Linked DNA regions of Bombyx mori: region 2 is linked to region 1. A link is a contact called in public Hi-C data. All regions are on one chromosome and are shown on one strand. Each heading gives the region's core, a stretch centred on a gene start, on an enhancer-like site or on the middle of the called end of the contact. The rest is flanking DNA. Distances are from core to core; before and after follow the strand shown. Region 1 overlaps LOC101738898 (DENN domain-containing protein Crag). Region 2 overlaps LOC101735428 (cyclic AMP-responsive element-binding protein 3-like protein 3-B).

The links. Hi-C and Micro-C count contacts between places; a contact is called where the count stands out from the background.
Region 2: a Hi-C map of posterior silk gland shows a contact between it and region 1, with 1.7 times the contacts expected there. The contact joins two enhancer-like sites. A contact is called at or near these places in 2 of 7 Hi-C or Micro-C datasets (posterior silk gland and whole pupa).

What each region holds. Positions count from the first base shown.
Region 1 is chr21:5,700,928-5,706,323 of ASM3026992v2, reverse strand. LOC101738898 (DENN domain-containing protein Crag) reads right to left here. Exons shown (of 34, transcript XM_012693346.3): 24 at 4,751-4,859; 25 at 4,028-4,225; 26 at 3,277-3,351. Among protein-coding and RNA genes, the nearest start is that of LOC101746488, 15 kb to the left of the region's middle. Within about 2 kb of position 4,098, at least 3 of the 8 cell types and tissues checked have open chromatin away from gene starts, as enhancers often do.
Region 2 is chr21:5,843,858-5,849,696 of ASM3026992v2, reverse strand. It overlaps LOC101735428 (cyclic AMP-responsive element-binding protein 3-like protein 3-B), which reads left to right. Exons shown (of 8, transcript XM_012693370.4): 6 at 707-806; 7 at 1,731-1,929; 8 at 3,815-4,856. The coding sequence ends at 4,299. LOC101739040 (casein kinase I) reads right to left here. Exons shown (of 13, transcript XM_062674689.1): 13 at 5,615-5,839. Among protein-coding and RNA genes, the nearest start is that of Mir2794, 5.9 kb to the right of the region's middle. Within about 2 kb of position 3,911, at least 1 of the 8 cell types and tissues checked has open chromatin away from gene starts, as enhancers often do.

The DNA of each region.
Region 1 (5,396 bases), core at 2,849-5,348:
AGAAGAACTGGCGAGAAACTCAGTGGGCTGTGTCTGAGGGTTAATTTACTCGTCGAGCCCTTCGTCGCAAGCGACGGGTAGGCTCAGCCAGGAGTGGACTGAACCAGACTCGTCTTACTAAAAATCTCGAAATGTCAAAAATCAAATAGTGTGAAACATTTGTGAGGCGTACGTAATACGTATTGGATGTAAGTGTTATTTTATCACAAAATATGATATCTATAATATAATTAAATACGTGAAGCAAAAACCCCTTTTTACGAAAATTGCGCAGACGGACGAGTATGAAACTTCCCACACTTATTGAGAATATAGAAAACGAGTTCAGAACGTTTTTTTTTTTATTATGCATAAAACATACGTATAATCAATAAAAACGTATTACACGCACTACCATGTATTTGACACAAACACACGCATACCTACTCTTTTGTTTATTGGTAAAGTCTGTGGTCAAATTGAAAATAGATTAATATTGTTTGTAATTTGTAAATTGTTTGTAAATTGTCTCTGGGGCGAGTCTCCAAATGGGGTGAATTGAACTTGGTTCAATTCAACCCGTTAAAGACACAAGTTTGCGCGTTCACTGCGAAGAAGGACCCCTTTGTCATGGCGCCGCAATTCCAAGGAGTATCCCTGCAACCTTCCGTGAGTATTGGGATACTTGGGGTCGACATTTCGAGCGATGTCCAGTTTCGGAGTCATCTGGAAGGCAAAGCCAAGTTGGCGTCCAAAATGCTGGGAGTCCTCAACAGAGCGAAGCGGTACTTCACGCCTGGACAAAGGCTTTTGCTTTATAAAGCACAAGTCCGGCCTCGCGTGGAGTACTGCTCCCATCTCTGGGCCGGGGCTCCCAAATACCAGCTTCTTCCATTTGACTCCATACAGAGGAGGGCCGTTCGGATTGTCGATAATCCCATTCTCACGGATCGTTTGGAGCCTCTGGGTCTGCGGAGGGACTTCGGTTCCCTCTGCATTTTGTACCGTATGTTCCATGGGGAGTGCTCTGAGGAATTGTTCGAGATGATACCGGCATCTCGTTTTTACCATCGCACCGCCCGCCACCGGAGTAGAGTTCATCCATACTACCTGGAGCCACTGCGGTCATCCACAGTGCGTTTCCAGAGGTCTTTTTTGCCACGTACCATCCGGCTATGGAATGAGCTCCCCTCCACGGTGTTTCCCGAGCGCTATGACATGTCCTTCTTCAAACGAGGCTTGTGGAGAGTATTAAACGGTAGGCAGCGGCTTGGCTCTGCCCCTGGCATTGCTGAAGTCCATGGGCGACGGTAACCACTCACCATCAGGTGGGCCGTATGCTCGTCTGCCTACAAGGGCAATAAAAAAAAAAAAAAAAAAAAAAAATTTAATATTATTTGCCTATAGTGTAGTCTTGGCGAAATCTGTGATTATAGAAGTAAGATTATAGAAGATTATAGAAGTCTTTGACCATAGAACCATAATAATGTTCAAACTTAAAATTTCAATTAATTATAGTCGAATTTCGACTACTTGGGGACCACTAGTATTATAATATAATCAAACTAAAATAGTTAATCTAACATATTATATTCATTTGTGCTGTTCTTAATATCACAGATTCGCGTACGGAAAAACTGATCAAATTATTTATATTTCGAATTTTTTTTTCTCTCGAAGTTACCGTCATTTTTGTTAATACTGTGACATCGAAAAAATCAATGTCTAAGAGGCTGGAGTAATTTAACGAAATATATACATAAACAATAAAAAAATAGTTGAGATTTTAAAATGTATTAAAATAATAAAAGTTTTTGCGAGGCGAACGAAACTTATATTCGATGTGAAAGTTAAACTTTTGTTATATGCAAACAAAACTGCGGTCGTTATAAAGACACAATAAGCTCCAAGGTCTCACCTGAAGTAGTTCTCGATCATAGCCTTTCCGATTTTCATGTTTTCCTTTCGCAACGACAGCCGTGCAGGCGAATAGCGTCTAAGGAAATAAATAAGCTAGCATACGCGACTTGCTGTGCGGTTAAATTATAAAATATATATATATAAATAGTATATATAAAAATATGCAAATAAAAAAACATACACAAATTGATCACATACGAAAAAAATTAAAACGCTACTCAAGAATTTCGTTACATCGAATTTTATGAGATTGGTTTTTTTTTATTGTAAATCTACAAAGCAAAGGAAAAATAATAAATTTTAATGGAACTACATTTATTGGCAGTTTTTTTTTAATATATTTCTTTTGAAGTGCAGCCACCTTAAAACATGATGTGACTTCAAGATGTGTAACAAGTTTAATTCAGTTCAAGCGATTTGTTTAATGATTTAGTACAGTGTTTCCCAATTAGAGCTCCAGAGGTAATCTTAAGCACTCAATAAAACAAGAAAAATTATATTATTAACTTTTAAGGCATTTAAGCCTTCGTCAAACAGAACGCGTAATTAGCGCGCGTCAGAGCGCTAAACTGACTCCGTGCTATGACCCCGTGATGTGTTGTACTAATATAGTAACATACCGTCAAACAGAGCCCCAACGCTATAAGTACGCAGCGCTATGTCGCGGCATTAGGACGCTTTGACGTCAGGCGTTGAAATTTTTTACAAATTTTATTTTAGCGTCCGAGTGAATGTGTATTAAAATACTAGATAATGCCCGAAAAAATGATATAAATAGTTAGAAAATACCAATGCTTATACAATGCCACATCTGAATCACTCGATTTCTTAATACTTTTAAATTTTCACACTGCTATCGAAAGGCACTATGATTTGGCGAATACGTTGCGTCGAGGAGCGTTAAGACTCATCTAGTCAATTGGTGTGACATGAAAAGAGCGCGACGTTAAGTACGCGGCGCTAAGTACGCGTTCTGTTTGTCGAATGCTTAACAGATTTTCAATTTGTAATGTGAAAAATATTTCTTACCGGTGATAAAAATCGCACATCGATTTTTAGAAAGAGACAATCAGCTAATTTCGGTTTCGTATAGCATTGTCTCTTTCGCTCGAAACACTAAAAATCCGACCGCACATTACCCCGGTCTAGGACAAACGTCGCACGGGTAGTGTGCGACAGAGATAGCGCTCTACGACTACGCAAATACTCGATTATCTCTTTCCAAAAATCGATGTGCAATATTTATCGCCGGGTACTGTATTAATTCGTATTTATTTTCTCATTTCAAACTTAATCGGGAATCGCTGTTTTAGCCTTTACACTTCTAATGTATGTAAACAGAGCTGCTAATGCAAGCGCGATTGTTTTGTGACTCACCCGAAATTGAGCTTCAGAGTGTTCCCAAGGCTAACGAGGCTCGAGGAGACCGTCCCGGCGGGCACCGTCTCGCTCCTGTGCAGTTTCCTGCGCACAGGAAACTATCGAGGTTATCTTGTCACACGGACGCGTCGCCCCCCTAACCCGCCGCTGTGGGGGCGGTGTGGGGGGCGACTAGGTATTTAATAAGTTCATTTATTTTATCGAGCACTTTCATTTAAGATTCTTTTTTATACGTGATACTGTTTATAATTATGTTGAAATTTAGGAAGTAGATACTTAAAAAAAAAATGGTGTAATCCGAAATACCCAATTCTTCTGCATTAAGTACGAAAATTGTTTTTTATGTTTGAATGGGTCCGGTTCAAGGTGGGACAATCGGCTTCTAGACATTTTTCTTTACGAAATTTACTGGTGGTAAGTCGTCGTCTTCTGAGTCCGAACGGGTAGGTACCGCCACCCTTCCTATTTCTGGCGTAAAACAGTAATGCTTTTCGGTTTGAAGAGTAGGGTAGCCGTTGTACTGAACTGAGGCCTTTGGAACTCTAGTCTCAAGGTGGCGGCATTCACGTTGTAGATGTCTATGGGCTACGGTAACCACTTAACACTGGGTGGGCCGTGAGCTTGTGCACCAATTTAAGAAATAAAAAAATTGGTTCCCAATAATAAATTGATAAAGCTATCAATAATATAAATAAAAGTTGAGTGTTTACGGGTGCAAAATGAGTAAATAAAAAAGGAATATGTATACCCTAACTGTTCGGGCGGATCATCCTGGAAGGAGTTGCTGCGGCGATGGAAGAGCTTAGGGCTGACGCTAAGCTCGTGCTTCGGCAGAGGAGGGTCCGCGGGGGAGGGGGTGCGCGGGGGCGCCGCCTCGTCCGGGACAGGGGGGACGCTCAGGGCACCCAGGGGGTCGTCACTTAGTACTGGTGTTCTTGGCGATACTCTGCGATGTCAAATAAAGAAACCTTATTTAATACATGGTTAATTGTAAATAATGTATCGTCTAATGCGATTACGCAATATTCATATATGTGTGTTTGTCTACAAATAAAAATATATATAACAGGAGCATTCAGAAAAATATGTGTTTCGCTAGCAAATTTTTGTATTATTATTTCACTTTGTAAGTTTGTACTGGTGGATTTCATGGAACAGAAAATATTTGACAGATGCTTGAATCGTAATAACAATATTTTCAAGATAAGATTGCGTATACATTCATAACGTCGGTCTACCGATTTCACCTGCTCGAGGGAAGATCTTCCTTATTTCGTAACGTCCCAAAAGTTTATAAGAATTCACATATAAAAACCGATAGCACACGTTTCATATATAATATTTTGTTTTAACTGAACCAAAGTCGTGAATAAGAAACTTTTATGTTTTAGAATAATGTAGAATAATTTAGAAGATGAAAATAAAAAAAATACTCGGTTAAAAAAATTCTATATATCAATAAAATTCTGACCTGAGCGGAGAAGCCTTCGATGTTTTCAACGTCTCAACATCCACGTCCTTGTCAGATTCCTCAGGGAAGCTCAACGCCCTCGAACACTTCGTTTTCGCGTTCGAAATACCTAAAACAAAGTTTCTACATTGTTTTTGAAGTGAAACTTCTAATGTGACTTCCAACAAGGTTGCGTTAAGGGTTTAACGTTTCTGGGGAGGAGAAATAGAAAGAGACAGAGTGAGTGTGAATGCGTGACACTCGTACGCTTGCGCGTAGTATACCTGTTACAGGCCAGCGCGAGCCTTAGCAACGAGTAGCGTCCAAGAAGGATTAAAAAAAAATATATTTTTTTATATCTATCATTTAAAATATACATAATATAAATGTTGAAGATGTCGCGTCTCTTATACACAGCATTCCCTATTACAAGAGCAATCTGTTTTAAGAATGAAAAATGAAGAAAACCACAATACTACACATCGAAAAAGAAGTTTCACTTCATTCACGAGCACCAAGTTTTTTTTGGTCACGATATATCCGTTATTGTAACGCAATCGAAGTAGCGACGTATACTGAAGAGCCTGGTGCTAAAGCCGGTCAACATCAGCCTTAAGCTTAATCTTAATTAAGTAAAAGTGCTGCGCGTTTGCTGAACTGTAAATTT
Region 2 (5,839 bases), core at 2,662-5,161, 140 kb before region 1:
GTTCACGATTATAAAGAACAATGGTACTGCTAATTGCTGATGACGGTATTTTTAAGGGATTTTATGACCTGGTAACTAAGACCTTTAGGTCATGTCTTTTTTTAATTTATATTCATATTTTTATCCCGCCAAAAAGTCGCTGAATAAAGAACAATGGTGCTGCTAATTGCTGATGACGGTATTTTTAAGGGATTTTATGACCTGGTAACTAAAACCTTTAGGTCATGTCTTTTTTTAATTTATATTCATATTTTTATCCCGCCAAAAAGTCGCTGATACAGTATGACTTTAACAAACAAACAAAAACACGTAATGTTGGCAAAAATCAAATAAAACGCGAGGTCAAAAACTTTTTGACAACTGACTAGACGTCCGGTAACTTCAAACGTCAATACTAAAACAGTACTAATCTGTTTTATATTACTAATATTATAATGATAATTGCTTTCAGTTTATATAAATTTTAGTAAATTAATTATGTAACTAATTTATGAGCGATCTGATCACCCCTTACTCATATTCACATAGATATGTGTATGTGTCGGTATGTTATAAATATCACTAACCTATTCTATGTTAGAAGTAGAATAGGATGTAAATAACATCGAAAATTGTTTTAAAATATTGCTATAAGACACCAAAGAGTAATTTAGTTCTTAAATATGACGCAATAATAGGGAAAGACTAACAAATACTTTTGTTTCAGGGTAAAACAGTGTACCGCAGAGAACCAGACGTTAATTAGGAGGATAAAAATACTGCAGTCACAGAACCAGTCGCTGAGTGCTCAGTTGAAACGTTTACAGGTAAATCATCGGACTGTGGTTGAACCTACCCACAATTTTAATTAAATTTTTTTAAGGAAAGTGTACTTGTTACAAGTAACAGTTGTTACTCAATGAAAGTCGTTAATACGCTTTTATTATCTTCAGACGTATCTATGTTAATATGTAACGGAATCTCTGAACATGATTTTGACCCTCTTCCAAACCTCGGATTGACGCTTTTTTACAATAAAATCATTTTTTCTTACACTATTTTTAATTCAAGTATATTAAAATTTATTATTTTCTATTTTTTAGTTGGATTTTCTATAAAAGCGGTTTTTTTTTAGTTTTTTTGAACTATTATTTTCATAACGAAACTTGAGAGAAATTACATTTTTTATTATTTTTTTTACTAATCGAAAACGTGAGTTTTCATTACGATAACGGAGATTTCGAAAATTTTCAATCTTTAGTTTTCGATACCGTAAGGTGTTGATTGCATCTGAACGACACTAGATGGCGCCGTCACTTCAAATTACTTTATTACGCGGAAAATTACCGTCAAATCCTAATTGTAAATTTTTGTTACCCACAATAAAATATAGAATATATATAAAAATGAATTGCTGTTCGTTAGTCTCGCTAAAACTCGAGAACGGCTGGACCAGTTTCGCTAATTTTGATCTTGAATTATTTGTGGAAGTCCAAAGAAGGTTTAAAAGGTAGATAAATATGAAAATGCTCGGAATTAAATAAAAATACTATTTTTGTTTTTCCTTTGATGTGTACCCCCCCTCCCCCGTCGGACAGATTTGTTTGTTTTAAGTTTATGTTATACAAAAGTTTAGGGACTTTTATTTATCGATTGCAGCACTACGAAGTGTGCCGGGTCGGCTAGTAAAATATAGAATTGGTATTTCTAGGGTACAGGTTTAATTTATGTTTTCGTTTGAATCTTTACAGAACGTATTAAAGGGTGCGAGTGGTAGCAGTACGAACAAGTCTGCCCAGCCGGCCACGTGTCTGCTAGTGCTGCTGTTGTCCGTGGCGCTAGTGGCGCTGCCCTCCCTCCGCGACGAGGCCCCGCCCCGCGCCTCGCCCGCCTCCCCCGCCGCGCCCGCCTCCCCCGCAGTCACGCGGGCTCTACTCTCCGCCACCAACAGTACGTCTATATAATAATACTTGCCGTACTCGCCCGCTTCGCTGGGCATTTAAAATTAACATTATTATTTATTGTCATTATTATTAGGGAGTCCGACACTCATATAAATTTTAGCCTATCAATTAAGTACATGTATTTTTCACATGGATACCAAGTTTCAAGTCAATCGGATGCATAGTTCAGTAGTTATAACGGAACATCCGTAAAAACCACAGCAGATTTATATATTAGTATAGATTAAAGGGTGAAAGGCTATTTGGATTAAGCGATATATCTTTGTAATTAAAGATCCGTTTTCTTTGGTATCAGTATCAACAATTCGATGTTTTCAATTGAACTTCGATTAAGTTTACTACCTCATTCAAATAGCTAAAGAAGTTTTTTTGAAGTAAAACTTCTAATGTGACTTCTAACAAGGTAGCGTTAAACGTTTAACGCTACCATGGAATAGTAAGAGACAGATCGAGAGTTAATACGTGACACTCGAACGCATGCGCGTAGTATACCTGTTACAGGCCGGTGTGAGCGGTAGCGGTATATGTATATTTATTTTTCTATCTATAATTTAAAAAATATAATATAAATGTTGAAGATGTCGCATCTCTTATACACAGCGTTCCCTATTACAAGAACAATCTGTTTTAAGGATGAAAAATGAAGAAAACCATAATACTAGGTACACATCGAAAAAGAAGTTTCACTTCATTCACGTGCACCAAGTTGCACGCGTACCGATTTTTTTTTTTGTTATGATATTATTCCTAATTTTAAAACTTTAATGGCTCTCCTATGAAGTTGCAAAAATTTTGCTTAAAACAAATAGTATTTCACCCCTCGATATAGAATATCAAAAGAAGAAGAGTTTACGAAGCACCTCGCCAAAAAAAAAACAAAGCTCATGTCGAAGTCATATAGTTTTTGTAAAGATATTTTTTGTCATTTACATTCAAAATGAATCATGAACCCACTTTGATTACTGGAGAAACTTGCAAAAGATTCTAAACGAACAATGAGTATCGGATCTGGAAATTACGTAACGTTTTCATTTCAGTGGTGATGAGCTTACATAAGGCCCGTTTTATTGCTTCAAACAGTTCAATGGACAACTAGTGCATTACATAACTGATTTGTTTAAATTTTCTTGCATGAAAAAATACATTAAGGTAATTGCTAATGTATTAACAAAGTAGATCAGAAAATGATACTTTGGATAAATAGGTGGTAATATAATAACAAGAAATAAATTAAATTATATAGGAAAATTAGATTATCTGTAAAGTTATACTGCTGCCGTTATTATTTTGTGATAATTAAACATGCACAGAACGAACGCACATAAGCGACATGTTACGTAGGTTAATGTCAAATGGAAGCGAGCGGGAAATTACATAGTAACTATACTGAGACCTTAGAACTTAAATCTCAAGGTGGGGTATTTACGTTGTAGATGTCAATGGGCTCCAGTAACCGCTTAAACCAGGTGGGCCGTGAGCTCGTCCACCCACCTAAGCAATAAAAAAAATCATTATTTTCATAATTTCAGCTCAATCGAAAATGTAAACAGTACCTACTATCTTTATTGGTGGTAGGACCTCTTGCGAGTCCGCGCGGGTACCACCACCCCGCCTATTTCTGCCGTGAAGCAGTAATGCGTTTCGGTTTGAAGGGTGGGGCAGTCGTTTTAACTATACTTGAGACCTTATATCTCATAGTGGGTGGTGCATTTACGTTTTATATGTCTATGGGCTCCAGTAACCATTTAACACCCACCATTCTAAGCAAGCAATAAAAAAAATTGATTTTACGTGAATTTCACTACGCACGTCACTACTCTAAATTCGTAGTTTGGACATTATCTAAATTACAATGTTTTTTTTTTTTGTAGAAATGACGTTGGATGAGACGGTGATCGACGATGGAGAGTTCAACATGGACGAGCTGATCACCTTCAACCGCCCGCACTCGGACCACGACTACCAGGTCGTCAAGAGCCTAGACACTCACAAGGTTCTGCCAAACGGCTACGTCGACCTCCCCATAGACGAGGACTGGCCGCCTAATCTCAAGAAACGTATGAAAAAACTCGAATTCGACTACGAAGACGGCCGGGATTACCTAACGCCCGTAGTCAAAGAGGAGAATTACGGCAGTTACAAGATCGAAGCGAAAATCAAACCGGATCTCACTGAGGATTTCTTGACGAACACACTGCTGTCCACGGGACGGAAATTAGGAGAATTGTTCGACATTATGCCGCCGATACCCGTCAAAAACGAAGACATCGTCATTGAGGAGGTATCCGACCACGAGACCAGAAACACGACCGAAGTCAGGAGTTTTGTTGTCAACGGCACCGCTAATAACTTTTAAATATACAATTATTTAATTCCTTTAAAAATTCCGTTTACTTTTTTTTTGTTACCTTTTAATAATAATTTTACTATTAGATTTGTTTCCTGAATATTTGTGTTTTTTTTATTTGTGAAGACGATGTATGTGACTCATGATTCCATATTTTAAGATCAATTTTTATTTTAATAATTTTAGTCTTTTAGATTTTATGTGTTAGTGAGATTGTGAAGAATGATTATTACGTAAATTAAGATTATAATTTTATATTAAATTACTATATGCGGAGAGTTTATAATTTATTTTTAAAAGTCAAAATTAATATATATACAATCAATTTTTATATTTTTTACAGAGAAATTACACTTTCACTGTGCATGTCTATCTATAATTTTAAGCATTTTATTTTGGGTGCAATTACATTTTAGTTACAGATTTAATTGTTCTAGTAAAAGTATAGTTCTATCTCAATATTAGTTTTAGATTATTTTATATTATCTACTTACAGAGCGGACAAGATTCACTGTTGTGTTATCCTATACTGATTATTTTGGTTCGAATAAATATTTTATTGAAAAGATTTGTCTTTCATTGGGATACTTTAATTCTCATGAGCTCTTCTATAAACTACATATTACAAAAGTTTAGTTTAGATTAAAACATATTTAAATAAAGGATCTTGGAAATTATGTAGTCTTAAAGCTTATTAGTGTCGTGAATACAAATATAATGAAGTGACCGACTATAGATAAAGAGGCATTTGACTTTAAGTGTCTGTTATACTTATCACGGTGCAACGGGAACCGACTTGTTGGGACACAGAAGAGGAAAACCCAAAACTTTTAAAGAAAAACGTATTCTTACTAAAGAATTCATGTCGAGTTTAGCAGCTAAACTAAACTTTAGCTCAAACATTATTTTTATTTATCACTAGCTGACCCGGCAGACTTCGTAGTGCCTCAATCGATAAATAAAAGACCTAAGCTTTTGTATAAAATAAACTTAAAACAAACAAAAGGAATCCGTCCGACGGGGGACACATCAAAGGTAAAACAAAATTGTTATTTTTATTTAATTCCGAGCATTTTCATATTTATCTACCTTTTGAACCTTCTCTGGACTTCCACAAATAATTTAAGTTCAAAATTAGCCAAATCGGTCCAGCCGTTCTCGAGTTTTAGCGAGACTAACGAACAGCAATTCATTTATATATGTATAGATTGTCGTTATTATAGAATCTTAAATACACCGAACATCCAGTTTTGTTCTAAAAATGACTTAACTTTAATACAGCGGGCGCGCGGCGACAAAACGAAATCATAAAGAATAAAACTAGTATCTTATAATAAGCTTTATTTAATTATGAGTTAACAAATATTTTCGTATCTTTTGAACAGGGTTGTGACCTTAACTGAATACAAGTCAAATTGCGTACGCAAATCGTTTAACCATACAAATTACAGAAGAAGAAAAGAAAAACCACTGAGAACTCTTTTTTTTTTTCTATGAATATTAATATTAATTTTTATACTTACAATAAGAATTCAATTCAGTTTCAAAA